2 separate regions of the Mus musculus genome follow, and region 2 is linked to region 1. Evidence: chromatin contacts called from public Hi-C data. All regions are on one chromosome and are shown on one strand. The core of a region is the stretch at or near the end of the contact, and the rest is flanking DNA. Distances in the headings are between cores, read along the strand shown.

Region 1 (7,243 bases), core at 1,279-3,778:
CACAGTGGTAAACACCCTTTGCCCCTGAGAGATGGGTATGACTATTTCCTTAAGCTGAAATTTTTAAAATCTTATTTTCGGATAGAATTTTACCTCAAAAAGTAAAACCTGGGTCTGGAGGGACTCTCAGAAGCTAAGAGTATCTGCCGCAGCTGCAAAGCATCTACAGGATAGCTCACAGCACCTGTAACTCTGGTTCCAGGGGCCCCAGTGCCCTCTTCTGGCGTCTTCAAGCATCACACAGCACACAGCACAGCCAAACATCCACACATAAATGGAAAAAGTCAGCCATCATGACACACACATTTAATCTGGCACTAGGAGGCAGAGGCAGGTGGATCTCTGTGAGTCCAAAGCCAGCTTGATTTCTATATTGAGTTTTAGGTCAACTAGAGATACATCATGAGTTCCTCTTTTTAAAAAAGTCCTTTAAGCCGGGCGTGGTGTCACACGCCTTTAATCTCAGCACTTGGGAGGCAGAGGCAGGCAGATTTCTGAGTTCGAGGCCAGCCTGGTCTACAGAGTGAGTTCCAGGGCTACACAGAGAAACCCTGTCTCAAAAAACCAAAAAAACAAAACAAAACAAACAAACAAAAAGCAACCAAAAAAATCCTTTAAAACTGTTTTTTAAAGATAAAGTCTTTTAGTTTGTGTGTGGATTACAGTTTTTCCTTTCTTCCTTTTCTTTCTTTTTGAGGTTTCTCTCTTGCAGCCCAGGACAGACTCCAATCCACTCAGTAGCCAAGGGTGACCTTAAGCTCCTGACCTTCTTGCCTCTGTAGCACTGGGATCACCGCTGGGCGCTACCACACTGGACTTTCCTGGTCGTGGGGATGGAACCCAGGGCTTTGTGTGTGCTTGGCCAGCACTCTGCCAATTGAGCCACAGCCTCAACCTAAAAAGTTCTGCCTTCTGTTCTACAGCTATGAGAATGCTTCCGCATCACCACTGCTTCTCGGTATTACCCAGTTTGGTCTTTTTGCAGATTTTATTATCCTCTGCTTCCCTCTGGCCCCACGCAGGAAGACTCCCACTTGCATCCAGTGGTGGTTTGTTTATGCTCGGGCCAGGGAGTGGCATGATTAGAAGGTGTATCACTGTGGGTGTGGGCTGTAAGACCTCACCCTAGCTGCCTGGAAGTCAGTATTCTGCTAAAAGCTTTCAGATGAAGATGTAGAACTCTCAACACCATGTCTGCCTGGATGCTGCCATGTTCCCGCCTTGATGATAATGGACTGAACCTCTGACCCTGTAAGCCAGCCCCAATTAAAGGTTGTCCTTGTAGAGTTGCCTTGGTCATGGTGTCTGTCACAGCAGTAAAACTAAGACATAGCCCTGACCTCCTCCTGTCAGGTTTCTGTTCTCAAGGTGCCTGGTATGGCGCTCACTGGCCTGCCTCTGGGGTGTCAAGTATGGAGAGGCCACACTGATGGCGGTCCTAGGGATGTCCTCGGTCCACCTCTTTCACTTTGGTTACCTGAGCCTGGGAACGGGATGCATCACCATAGAGCTTAGCCTTGCCAGTGTGGAGCAACTAAGAAGGCAGAGGCTTGCTCCAGATGGTAAGTAGGATCCACCTCATATACCATATTCTACAGTGTGTGTCCATCGTATACCATGCTCTACAGTGTGACTCCCTTGTATAACGTGTTCTACAGTGTGCCTCCCTGAAATACCATGTTCTGCAGAGTGACTCCCTCAAATAGCATGCTCTACAGTGTGCCTCCTTCATATATCATGTTCTACAGTGTGACTCCCTCAGATACCATGTACTACTGTGTGCGTCTCTCATATACCATGTTCTACATTGTGAGTCCCTCACGTAGCATACTCTACAGTGTGCCTTCCTCACATATCATATTCTACAGTGTGACTCCCTCGCATAGCATGATCTATAGTGTGCTTTCCTCATATACCTTATTCTACAGAGTGCATCTGTCATATACCATGTTCTATAGTGTGAGTTTCTCCAATAGCATGCTCTACAGTGTGACTCCCTCACATAGTATGTTCTACAGTGTGGCTCCCTCATATAACATGTACTACAGTGTGCCTCCCTCAGATATTATGGTCTACAGTGTGACTCTGTCACATAGCATTCTCTACAGTGTGCGTCCCTCATATACCATGTTCTACAGTGTGAGTCACTAACATAGCATGGTCTACAGTGTGACTCTATCACATAGCATGCTCTACAGTGTGCATCTATCATATATCATGTTCTATAGTGTTTGTCATATACCATGTTCTACAGTGTGACTCCCTCATATACCATGTTCTACAGTGTGTGTCTGTCATATACCATATGCTACAGTGTGAGACCCTCACATAGCATTCTCTACAGAGTCACTCTCTCACATAGCATGCTCTATAGTGTGCCTCCCTCAGATATCATGTTTTAGAGTGTGACTAGATAAAATAGCATGCTCTAGAGTGTGCCTCTCTCAGGTATTATGTTCTACAGTGTGACTCCCTCACATAGCATGCTGTACAGTGTGATTCCCACAGATACCACGTACTACCGTGTGCGTCCCTCAGATACCATGTTGCACAGTGTAACTCCCTCACATAGCATGCTCTACAGTGTGCGTCCCTCATATACCTTGTTTTGTTGGGAGCCGCGCCCACATTCGCCGTTACAAGATGGCGCTGACAGCTGTGTTCTAAGTGGTAAACAAATAAACTGCGCATATGCCGAGGGTGGTTCTCCACTCCATGTGCTCTGCCTTCCCCGTGACGTCAACTCGGCCGATGGGCTGCAGCCAATCAGGGAGTGACACGTCCTAGGCGAAATATAACTCTCCTAAAAAAGGGACGGGGTTTCGTTTTCTCTCTTTCTTGCCACTTACACTCTTGCTCCTGAAGATGTAAGCAATAAAGTTTTGCTGCAGAAGATTCTGGTCTGTTGCGTCTTTCCTGGCCGGGCGTGAGAACGCGTCTAATAACAATTGGTGCCGAATTCCGGGACGAGAAAAAACTCGGGACTGGCGCAAGGAAGATCCCTCATTCCAGAACCAGAACTGCGGGTCGCGGTAATAAAGGTTCCCGTAAAGCAGACTGTTAAGAAGGATTCAACTGTATGAATTCAGAACTTTTCAGCTGGGGAACGAGAGTACCAGTGAGTACAGCTTTACGAGGTAAGCCTGGCCTTGAACTTTCTAAGGAAATTCAAGACAGTCTATCAGAAGTAAAGTGGAAAATGTTTGGCCTTGAATTTTTTCTAGTGTTAGAAGCCCTTTTGTTCCTTTTCACATGTTATCAAGTGGTTAAGGCAGGGAGGATTCTAGAGGAAATTCAGGACAAGCTATCAGAAGTAAAGTGGGGAGAGAGAGTAGGAACAAAGAGGAAATATGGTACACAAAATAAGTATACAGGCCTTTCCAAGGGTCTTGAACCCGAGGAAAAGTTAAGGTTAGGTAGGAATACCTGGAGAGAGATTAGAAGAAAAAGAGGAAAAAGGGAAAAGAAGAAAGATCAATTAGCGGAGGTCTCTAGGAAAAGGAGCCTGTGCTCATCGCTGGATGGGCTCGGGGAGCCAGCTCTTAGTAGCTCTGAAGCAGATGAAGAATTCTCCTCTGAAGAAACAGACTGGGAGGAAGAAGCAGCTCATTATGAGAAAAAAGGGTACCAGCCAGGTAAAGTGCTAGCTAATCAGTTAAGGAAGCCAAAAGCGGCTGGCGAAGGCCAGTTTGCTGATTGGCCTCAGGGCAGTCGGCTTCAAGGTCCGCCCTATGCGGAGTCCCCGCCCTGCGTAGTGCGTCAGCCCTGCGCAGAGAGGCAGTGCGCAGACTCATTCATTCCCAGAGAGGAACAAAAGAAAATACAACAGGCATTTCCGGTCTTTGAAGGAGCCGAGGGTGGGCGTGTCCACGCTCCGGTAGAATACTTACAAATTAAAGAAATTGCCGAGTCGGTCCGTAAATACGGAACCAATGCTAATTTTACCTTGGTGCAGTTAGACAGGCTTGCCGGCATGGCACTAACTCCTGCTGACTGGCAAACGGTTGTAAAAGCCGCTCTCCCTAGTATGGGCAAATATATGGAATGGAGAGCTCTTTGGCATGAAACTGCACAAGCGCAGGCCCGAGCAAACGCAGCTGCTTTGACTCCAGAGCAGAGAGATTGGACTTTTGACTTGTTAACGGGTCAGGGAGCTTATTCTGCTGATCAAACAAACTACCATTGGGGAGCTTATGCCCAGATTTCTTCCACGGCTATTAGGGCCTGGAAGGCGCTCTCCCGAGCAGGTGAAACCACTGGTCAATTAACAAAAGTTGTCCAGGGACCTCAGGAATCCTTCTCAGATTTTGTGGCCAGAATGACAGAGGCAGCAGAGCGAATTTTTGGAGATTCAGAGCAAGCCGCGCCTCTGGTAGAACAGCTAATCTATGAGCAAGCCACAAAGGAGTGCCGAGCGGCCATAGCCCCAAGAAAGAACAAAGGCTTACAAGACTGGCTCAGGGTCTGTCGAGAGCTTGGGGGACCTCTCACCAATGCAGGCTTAGCGGCCGCCATCCTCCAATCTCAGAACCGCTCCATGAGCAGAAATGATCAGAGGACATGTTTTAATTGCGGAAAGCCTGGGCATTTTAAGAAAGATTGCAGAGCTCCAGATAAACAGGGAGGGACTCTCACTCTTTGCTCTAAGTGTGGCAAGGGTTATCATAGAGCCGACCAGTGTCGCTCTGTGAGGGATATAAAGGGCAGAATTCTTCCCCCACCTGATAGTCAATCAGCTTATGTGCCAAAAAACGGGTCATCGGGCCCTCGGTCCCAGGGCCCTCAAAGATATGGGAACCGGTTTGTCAGGACCCAGGAAGCAGTCAGAGAGGCGACCCAGGAAGACCCACAAGGGTGGACCTGCGTGCCGCCTCCGACTTCCTATTAATGCCTCAAATGAGTATTCAGCCGGTGCCAGTGGAGCCTATACCATCCTTGCCCCCGGGAACCATGGGCCTTATTCTCGGCCGGGGTTCACTCACCTTGCAGGGCTTAGTAGTCCACCCTGGAGTTATGGATTGTCAACATTCCCCTGAAATACAGGTCCTGTGCTCAAGCCCTAAGGGCGTTTTTTCTATTAGTAAAGGAGATAGGATAGCTCAGCTGCTGCTCCTCCCTGATAATACCAGGGAGAAATTTGCAGGACCTGAGATAAAGAAAATGGGCTCCTCAGGAAATGATTCTGCCTATTTGGTTGTATCTTTAAATGATAGACCTAAGCTCCGCCTTAAGATCAACGGAAAAGAGTTTGAAGGCATCCTTGATACCGGAGCAGATAAAAGTATAATTTCTACACATTGGTGGCCCAAAGCATGGCCCACCACAGAGTCATCTCATTCATTACAGGGCCTAGGATATCAATCATGTCCCACTATAAGCTCCATTGCCTTGACGTGGGAATCCTCTGAAGGACAGCAAGGGAAATTCATACCTTATGTGCTCCCACTCCCGGTTAACCTCTGGGGAAGGGATATTATGCAGCATTTGGGCCTTATTTTGTCCAATGAAAACGCCCCATCGGGAGGGTATTCAGCTAAAGCAAAAAATATCATGGCAAAGATGGGTTATAAAGAAGGAAAAGGGTTAGGACATCAAGAACAGGGAAGGATAGAGCCCATCTCACCTAATGGAAACCAAGACAGACAGGGTCTGGGTTTTCCTTAGCGGCCATTGGGGCAGCACGACCCATACCATGGAAAACAGGGGACCCAGTGTGGGTTCCTCAATGGCACCTATCCTCTGAAAAACTAGAAGCTGTGATTCAACTGGTAGAGGAACAATTAAAATTAGGCCATATTGAACCCTCTACCTCACCTTGGAATACTCCAATTTTTGTAATTAAGAAAAAGTCAGGAAAGTGGAGACTGCTCCATGACCTCAGAGCCATTAATGAGCAAATGAACTTATTTGGCCCAGTACAGAGGGGTCTCCCTGTACTTTCCGCCTTACCACGTGGCTGGAATTTAATTATTATAGATATTAAAGATTGTTTCTTTTCTATACCTTTGTGTCCAAGGGATAGGCCCAGATTTGCCTTTACCATCCCCTCTATTAATCACATGGAACCTGATAAGAGGTATCAATGGAAGGTCTTACCACAGGGAATGTCCAATAGTCCTACTATGTGTCAACTTTATGTACAAGAAGCTCTTTTACCAGTGAGGGAACAATTCCCCTCTTTAATTTTGCTCCTTTACATGGATGACATCCTCCTGTGCCATAAAGACCTTACCATGCTACAAAAGGCATATCCTTTTCTACTTAAAACTTTAAGTCAGTGGGGTTTACAGATAGCCACAGAAAAAGTCCAAATTTCTGATACAGGACAATTCTTGGGCTCTGTGGTGTCCCCAGATAAGATTGTGCCCCAAAAGGTAGAGATAAGAAGAGATCACCTCCATACCTTAAATGATTTTCAAAAGCTGTTGGGAGATATTAATTGGCTTAGACCTTTTTTAAAGATTCCTTCCGCTGAGTTAAGGCCTTTGTTTAGTATTTTAGAAGGAGATCCTCATATCTCCTCCCCTAGGACTCTTACTCTAGCTGCTAACCAGGCCTTACAAAAAGTGGAAAAGGCCTTACAGAATGCACAATTACAACGTATTGAGGATTCGCAGCCTTTCAGTTTGTGTGTCTTTAAGACAGCACAATTGCCAACTGCAGTTTTGTGGCAGAATGGGCCATTGTTGTGGATCCATCCAAACGTATCCCCAGCTAAAATAATAGATTGGTATCCTGATGCAATTGCACAGCTTGCCCTTAAAGGCCTAAAAGCAGCAATCACCCACTTTGGGCGAAGTCCATATCTTTTAATTGTACCTTATACCGCTGCACAGGTTCAAACCTTGGCAGCCACATCTAATGATTGGGCAGTTTTAGTTACCTCCTTTTCAGGACAAATAGATAACCATTATCCAAAGCATCCAATCTTACAGTTTGCCCAAAATCAATCTGTTGTTTTTCCACAAATAACAGTAAGAAACCCACTTAAAAATGGGATTGTGGTATATACTGATGGATCAAAAACTGGCATAGGTGCCTATGTGGCTAATGGTAAAGTGGTATCCAAACAATATAATGAAAATTCACCTCAAGTGGTAGAATGTTTAGTGGTCTTAGAAGTTTTAAAAACCTTTTTAGAACCCCTTAATATTGTGTCAGATTCCTGTTATGTGGTTAATGCAGTAAATCTTTTAGAAGTGGCTGGAGTGATTAAGCCTTCCAGTAGAGTTGCCAATATTTT
Region 2 (7,243 bases), core at 2,954-5,453, 77 kb after region 1:
AGTGGGGGCTGACGAGAGAGCTCAGCAGTTAAAAAGACCTGCTGCCAGGCCTGACAGCCTGAGTTCAAATCTCAGGGCTCGCACAGTGGAAGGAGAGAACCGACTCCCACTCCCACGGGTCACCCTCTGCTGCTTCTGCAGCATCAACAGTGCCCACAGCCACACGTGGGTACACAGAAACATGACTAAAGTTTTACATTTAAATGCTGGAGAGTTGGCTCAGGGACTAAAATCACTGGCTGCATTTACAGAGGACCTGGGTTCAACCTAAGCACCCACAACTCTCCGTAACTCCAGTTCCAGGGAATCTGACCCTTCTGGCCTCTGCAGGCATCAGGCACACATTTATGCACAGACATACATGCAGGAAAAGTAGCCATATGCCTAAAACATGGATAAATAACTCAAAGGAAAAGAAGAAAACAAAAGAAAGAAGAAAAAGAGGAGGAAGATGAGGAGAAAATGATGATGATGATGATGGTAATGGTGATGATGTTTGGAGAGATGTCCCTTCAGACGTTAATAGCACTTGCGGCTCTTCTTGGGGACCTGGGTTTGGTTTCCAACACTCACATAGTGGGTCACAATCATCTGTAACTCCAATTCCAGGAGATCTAATGCCCTCTGCTGGCCACCATGGGCACTGCACATTCATGGTGTGTGTGTGTGTGTGTGTGTGTGTGTGTGTGTGTGTGTGTGTGTATGTGTGTGTGTAGAGCAAATGGCAGCCAGACCTAGTACTGCAGCCTGCAATCCCAGCTCTTTATGAGATTGAGACAGAAAGGTCATGAGTTCAAGGCTTGCCTGGACTACACAGTACGTTCAAGACCAGACTAGGCAACTTAGGGAGATGAAAGTCTCAATTTAAAAAGAAAATGAAGGACTGGAGAGGTGGCTCAGTGGTTAAGGTCACTGGCTACTCTTCCAGAGGTTCTGAGTTCAATTTCAGCAACCACATGGTGACTCACAACCATCTGTGATGGGATCCAATGCCCTCTAATGGTGTGTCTACAGTGTCTACAGTGTCCTCATACATTAGAAAAGAAAAGAAAAGAAAAGAAAAGAAAAGAAAAGAAAAGAAAAAAGGACAAGCAGTGGTGCACGTCTTTAATCCTAGCACTCAGCAGGCAGAGGCAGGAGCATCTCTGAGTTTGAGGCCTAGCTGACAGAGCAAGTGCCAGGACATCCAGAGCTACATAGAGAAACCCTGCATAAGAAAAAAAGAAAGTAGTAAATAAGTTAATTCAATAAAGAGTAAAATAAGCAGGAAGGGAGGCTGGAGAAGAACAGCACACATTGCTCTTGCAGCGGGCCTGGATGCAGTCCCAGCACTCATATGGTGGCGCAGCCTTGACTTCTAAGGGCACTAGGCTCACATGGTGCACATAGTGCCACATAATGCATATGGGCAAACTTTTATAGCCATAAAACAAAAATAAACAAAAAAATTAAGTGGGGCTGGGGGGAAAAAAAAGAGGGCCAGGGCTGTGCTCTGCTCAGTGTTCCATGTTCTTTGTGCTTAGCTCAGTGCTCCATGTTCACTTGGCACAGGTGGGGTCCTGAGTGATGAGGGGAAGAGAGGGAGGAGAGACCAAACCAGCAACCAGCCAGCCAAACAATCAAATAAACAAATAAACAAACCCAGAGCTAGACAGAGCCCATAGAGCCAACCCTTCCGGTAAGGCACGTGAAAAGACCCGTGGAGAGTGTGCTGTTGTGATCTGTGCACTTAAAGCTTTGCAGTGTCAGGCTGTGTCTGGGTGGGGGCTGGAGGCTGAAGCATCAGACTTCCTACAACAGTATAACTGTGCTCAGGATGTCTGAAGAATCCCCACCACATAGTCTTCTCAACCTGTGTCCTAGTGTGTGTGTGTGTGTGTGTGTGTGTGCGCGTGCGCGCGCGCAAGGGTCAGGGTGTGGAGTATAAAGTGGGAATATTGTATGGAATGCTTTGTGTCAGGGTTCAGCTGTTTATGTGTGTGGGGGCAATAGAACTCTGAATGCCATAGCATGTGTGTGCATGTGTGTGCATGCAGGGTGTGTGTATGTGCATGGTATGTGTGTTCTGGGGTGTGCATGTGTGTGTGCAGGGTGTGTGTGTGTGTGTGCTCAGGGTGAGGGTGCCCAGCTGTGTGTGTGGGTGTACTGGGGGATGTTGTGAAGCTGTTTTCTGTCCCCAGAGGGAAAGAGTAAGCTCAGGAAATCACAGTTCCGCCCTGTTCCTGGGTCTCCAGGCAACCGTACCACTTTGAAGTTACTAGGAGACAAGGTTTCCAGGGAAACAGGCTTGAGTGACAGCTCACGAGCCAAGTTTGGGTGAAGAGACTGGCTGAGAAATCAGGATCACCCACCACTCACCTTGGTTCCCTCAGTTCTTCCTCTTTCATTCAGTGACTTGACAAGAATTGCACTTTTCCAGTGTGGTCATAGACTCTTGTGAATGAAGCCCTCATTCTCTCTTCTCTCTCTCTCTCTCTCTCTCTCTCTCTCTCTCTCTCTCTCTCTCTTTCTACACACACACAATTTTCTCTCTCCTCTTAATACAAGCAGGCATTAAGAAGGTCCCAGGCCAAAAAGAAAGTTAGATGACAGGCCTCTTAAAGGGCCCTCATACAGGGAACCTGGGAGAGGTCTCAGTATGTACAGTGCAGGATGTACAGGCACGAGCCTGAGAGTCGACCCATTTAAACACTGGACACAGGATCGGTCTCGTGGTGGGGCTGTGACGGTCATCCAGTCTGACATACACAGCAGTGAACAAGACACACTGTGCAAATGAGCTAGAAGGTAAGGACTGACCTCCACACGCTAGGTGGCACAGGTAATCCTGCACACGCCCACACAAAAAAAGATTTTTAAAAAATCCCAGAAATCGGGGCCAGTGAGATGGCTTAGAGGACTCTTGCCACCAGCCCTGAAGATCTGTCATCCAGGGGCTGGCGAGATGGCTCAGCGGTTAAAAAACACTGACTGCTCTTCCAGAGGTCCTGAGTTCAATTCCCAGCAACCACATGGTGGCTCACAACCATCTACAATGGAATCTGATGATCTCTTCTGTCATGTAGGTGTACATGAAGACAGAGCACTCATATACATAAAATAAATAAATAAATCTTTTTTTAAAAATCTGTCATCCAGGGGACACACATGGTGGGGTAGAAAGAACTGCATCCCATCCCAGAAGTTGTCCTCAGAGTGCATGCACTCTGTGTCAATGGGAGTATATACACACTCACACCAACTAAATAAATGTAATCACCCCTCCCCCCATGGAGGGCAGAGTGCCTGCTCAGCATGGACAAAACCCCGAATTTCACCCCCAGCCTTGTATTAACTTATCATAGTGGCACAGGCTAAAATGTCTGGGACCCTACCAAAAAATAAAATTCCCCATATTCAACTATGCAGAGACAAGCAAACAGGTCTCTGTGAACTTTGCTTCGGTGACATCAGCAATTGTTCACACCAACGCATTACAATGATCACATGGAATCACAATATTCATTTTGCAGGTGGGCAAGCTAAAAGTCTGGTTATCATCATCATTATTATTATTTTTAAAGATAGGTGCTCATGTAACTCAGGCTGGTTGCAAACCTCAATATATATCTAAGGGAACCTACTTTTTTTTTTTTTTTTTTTTGAGACGGTTTCTCTAGACTGGCCTTGATCTTAAGAGATTCACCTGCCTCTGCCACTCAAGTACTGGAATTAAAGGTGCGCGACACCACCGACCGGCTTCTACTTTTTTTAATGTTTAGATTTATTTTTACATGAGTGTGTGTATAAGCGCGGGGCCATAAATATATGGGTGCCACGTGTCCGCGGAGTCCAGAAGAGGGCGTCGGATTCCCTCACACTGTACTTGTGCATGGCTGTGAATCACCTAGTAGATGGTGGGAACTGAACCCGGGTCTTTTGGAGGAGCAGCCAGTGCTCGTAACGACTGAGCCATTCTCTACAGCTCCGACCTAGAGCCTGGGCGTCTCTTTGGAGCACGTTTGGACCCTCGACCTTCCTTTCCTTTTAATCGATCACACGGCTTCTTGCAGCAATTCCCTCAAAGTACCCACTTCCTCCACGCTCCGTGTTTTGATCATTGGCTGACAGCTCCAGCGACGAACTTAGTCTGTGAACTATAGCCAATGAGGCCTCTGTGTGGGCGGGCCCAAGATGAGATATCGCTTTTGATTGGTCAGCGGCACTCAGCAAATGGCGGAGGCGCTGAGGCGGGTGCTGAATGCCGGCTGCGCGGCAAGGCCAGGAGAGGATGGCGCTGCCGGGCCGCCATTGCTGTTGCTCGGCGCTCCGCGCTCTGCGCAGACGTCGCTGCTGTTTGCAGCCGCCCTTGAGGCGGCAGGGGAAGGCCGCGGGTCCGTCCTCTTCGTGACGCGAAGGCCCCTTCAGAGCCTGCCGCTCAGTACACCCACAGCGCGAGAGCATTGGCGGCTCCAGGTAAACGGAGGGCTGGACCTGGCAATGCGTTACCCAATGGCGGGCTAGTTCGCGCCTGAGTGACAGTTCGATAGGCAAATGGCAGCGTGAATCGTAGATTCACAACTAAATCGTCATAAAGCGTCTGTGGAAGTGGTGGGTGGAAGAGGCGGAGTAGGGTCGTGGGACGGGACAGTGCGGGTTTAGTTAAGATGAAGTGAAAGACCGTCCTGTGGTCGGGCGGCATTGGTGAGCATGGGTGACAAACCAAAACAAACCACCAAAAACAACAACAAAAAAATACGGACTGGGATTAACTGAACAGAGAATTTACCTAACATGCGCGAAGCCCTGGGTTCTTTCTATCCCTTTAACCAGACTTGATAATATATGCCTGGGATTCAGTTCTCAGAAGTGTCAGGCCATCCTTGGCTACAAAACGCGTTTGCGATCATCCTGGGTCACATGAGGCCCTGTATTAAAGAAAAAAAATGTTTTTTCCTTAAATAATCTTGAGCAGTGACAACTGCTGGAGAAGGGCAGGTGACAAGGGTGAAGTATTTGAGCTGGTGCTTCATCCTGGAACTTTATATATGGACCATGAGAGCCTAGACCGGAAAGTATAGAAGTGAGGTAGCCATAATAGGGAGTTTTGACCTCCTATATTAAGTCTAGCCTTTTCCTATCTTCTAGAAGGTTCGTTTCCAGTACCCATCCTCAATTCAAGAGCTTCTCCAGCTGCTGGCCTCTGCCCATGAGGCCCCAGCACCGACCCCATCCCTTCTACTCCTGGACGGCCTGGAAGAATATCTCGCAGAGGATCCCAGTGCCCAGGAAGCCGCCTACTTGGCTGCATTGCTTCTGGATACTGCTGCCTTCTTTAGCCACCGTCTTGGAGCCAATGGCAGTTGTGGGCTTGTTGTGGCCCTTGAAACCCAGAAAGAAGCAGAGGCCGATGCCCCACATCTGCCATTACTTAAGCGATATTTTCCTGCACAGTGCTGGTTGCAGCCAGATGCCCTAGGCTTGGGACAGCATTGCTGCCTTCGAGCCAGCCTAGAGTTGGGCAAACTGAGCCCTAGGACAGAGTGGTCAGTGAGTTTCTTACCCTGTGGAGAGATGAAGGTCACCCCATGGCTTGCCCAGGCTTCTAAGCTCAGCCCAGAGAAGAAAGATTCAAGTGCTGGAAGCCAGTCCTTAACTTTGGGATGTGACAACCTCCCTGGTCCTGGGTCTCCCTTGGATGGGATACTTACTTCAGAGACAGGTGCAGATTCAAAGACCTGAAAAATGTAGATTTTCTGTTTATAAACTAGCATTATTGTCATCAGGGCTGGCAAGATCCCTTGGCAACAGGCACGGTAATTTGACTGATTCCCGGGACCCTCGTGGTAGAAAGAACTGACTCCTGCAAGTTGTCTTCTGACCTCCACATTTGGGTGGAAACACACAGCCCTCCACACTAATGATAAATTAGTAATGAGACCTTTAAGATAAGTAAGGCCAGCAGAGCCTTCCTTTGCCCACTCACCGTTGTCAATGAGATTCAGCCATGTTTCCTAGTGCAGGTCTTTTTATCTGCTGCATTTTTTATCCAGGCAGGCTCTCTAAGTCAGGCCAGCCTCAAACTAGATCCTTAGCTGAGGCTGTCCTTGAACTCCTGATCCTACAGCCTCATCTCTTGAGGGCGGGGCCTATCGAGTATGCTCCTGTTCTTGGCTCCTCTTGCACATTCCTTGGGTGCCCGTATCCCAGTTACCTCTATGTGTTGGCTTACGTAGTCATCCACATGACCTTGCACATGTATTTAGGGTGTACAGTTCGGAGTGGATCCACTCCACATAGAGTATGCACACATTTAGCTTGCTTAGGACAGGCCAGCTTAGGGAGGGAGAGGTGGGAGATCACAAGTGCAAGGCTATCCTTGGCTACATAAGGTGTGGGAAGCGATGCTGGCTCACACTGGACCCTGTCTCCAAAACCCAAAGTGGGCCAGGTGTGATGGCACAGGCCTTTAGTCCTAGCACAGAGGCAGGTAGATCTGTACGTATGTGTTTAAGAACAGCCTGCTCTACGTGGCAAGTTCCAGACCAACCAGGGCTACATAGACCCTGCCTCAAAGACAAAAACAAACTAGGGAGCTGGAGGAGAGCCCCGTGGTTGGGAATCCTCTCACTGTGACAGCCTTGGTTCTCTATCTGTCTGAGTCATTTCCACTCCCGTGAAAAACCCTCACCCATATTCCTGAACATAAGCCTAGTAAAGCTCTATTGGTTCACCACATTGGACTCTGGTGGTCTGTGTACTTGGGTTTTCTGTCCGGCAGGAGATCAACAGTGGATATGACACTAAGTTTTGGAGCAGTGTGTATTGACAGCTAGTGACATATACACTGACCATTATGTCTGTCTTCATGTCGCCAGATCCAAAAATTCAGTGCTAGCTGTTTATTTCCATGTCCTAGGTCCAGGCAGAGATGGGGTCCCAGGCCATGGCAGAGGCCTAACATGCAGGAAGCTCTAGTACAGTGCCTGGCACCCCTGAGCTGGGCATGGCACCTCTGAGCTGGGCGTGGTGGAGCATGCCTGGAGCCCCAGCACTGGGGAGGGAAAGACTGAAGCATCGGGAGGTCAAGGTCACCTTCAGCTACCGTGTCTCAAACAACTAAAATATGGGCCAGCAAGAGAACTCCTGAGGGTTGTGGTGCAGTCTGCAGTCTTTGCAGCAACCCAAAGGCAACATGGGAGGCCGACAGGAGAGAGAAACAAGCACACAGACAGCTAGCCTGGATCAGGAAATAAGGCAGGAA

Evidence for each region. Hi-C and Micro-C count contacts between places; a contact is called where the count stands out from the background.
Region 2: a contact with region 1 is called in a Hi-C map of the N1E-115 cell line, with 3 times the contacts expected there. The contact joins the promoter of Swsap1 here to the enhancer-like site in region 1. A contact is called at or near these places in 11 of 39 promoter capture datasets (the 3T3-L1 cell line, embryonic stem cells, liver and 5 more), 17 of 484 Hi-C or Micro-C datasets (the C2C12 cell line, the G1E-ER4 cell line, the HL-1 cell line and 11 more), 4 of 115 datasets of contacts at active chromatin or transcription factors (CD8 T cells, bone marrow-derived dendritic cells, embryonic stem cells and 1 more) and 2 of 9 other capture datasets (liver and pancreatic islet).

What each region holds. Positions count from the first base shown.
Region 1 is chr9:21,876,578-21,883,820 of GRCm38.p6, forward strand. No RefSeq gene overlaps it. Among named protein-coding and RNA genes, the nearest start is that of Dock6, 28 kb to the left of the region's middle. Within about 2 kb of position 2,529, at least 3 of the 459 cell types and tissues checked have an H3K27ac peak or open chromatin away from gene starts, as enhancers often do. A contact at or near this core is called in the N1E-115 cell line, where this site is marked.
Region 2 is chr9:21,951,550-21,958,792 of GRCm38.p6, forward strand. Swsap1 (SWIM type zinc finger 7 associated protein 1) reads left to right here and starts at 4,204. Exons shown (of 2, transcript NM_025870.1): 1 at 4,204-4,455; 2 at 5,128-6,721. The coding sequence starts at 4,213. The coding sequence ends at 5,721. It overlaps Gm45914 (predicted gene, 45914), which reads right to left and starts at 4,457. Exons shown (of 1, transcript NR_132099.1): 1 at 3,735-4,457.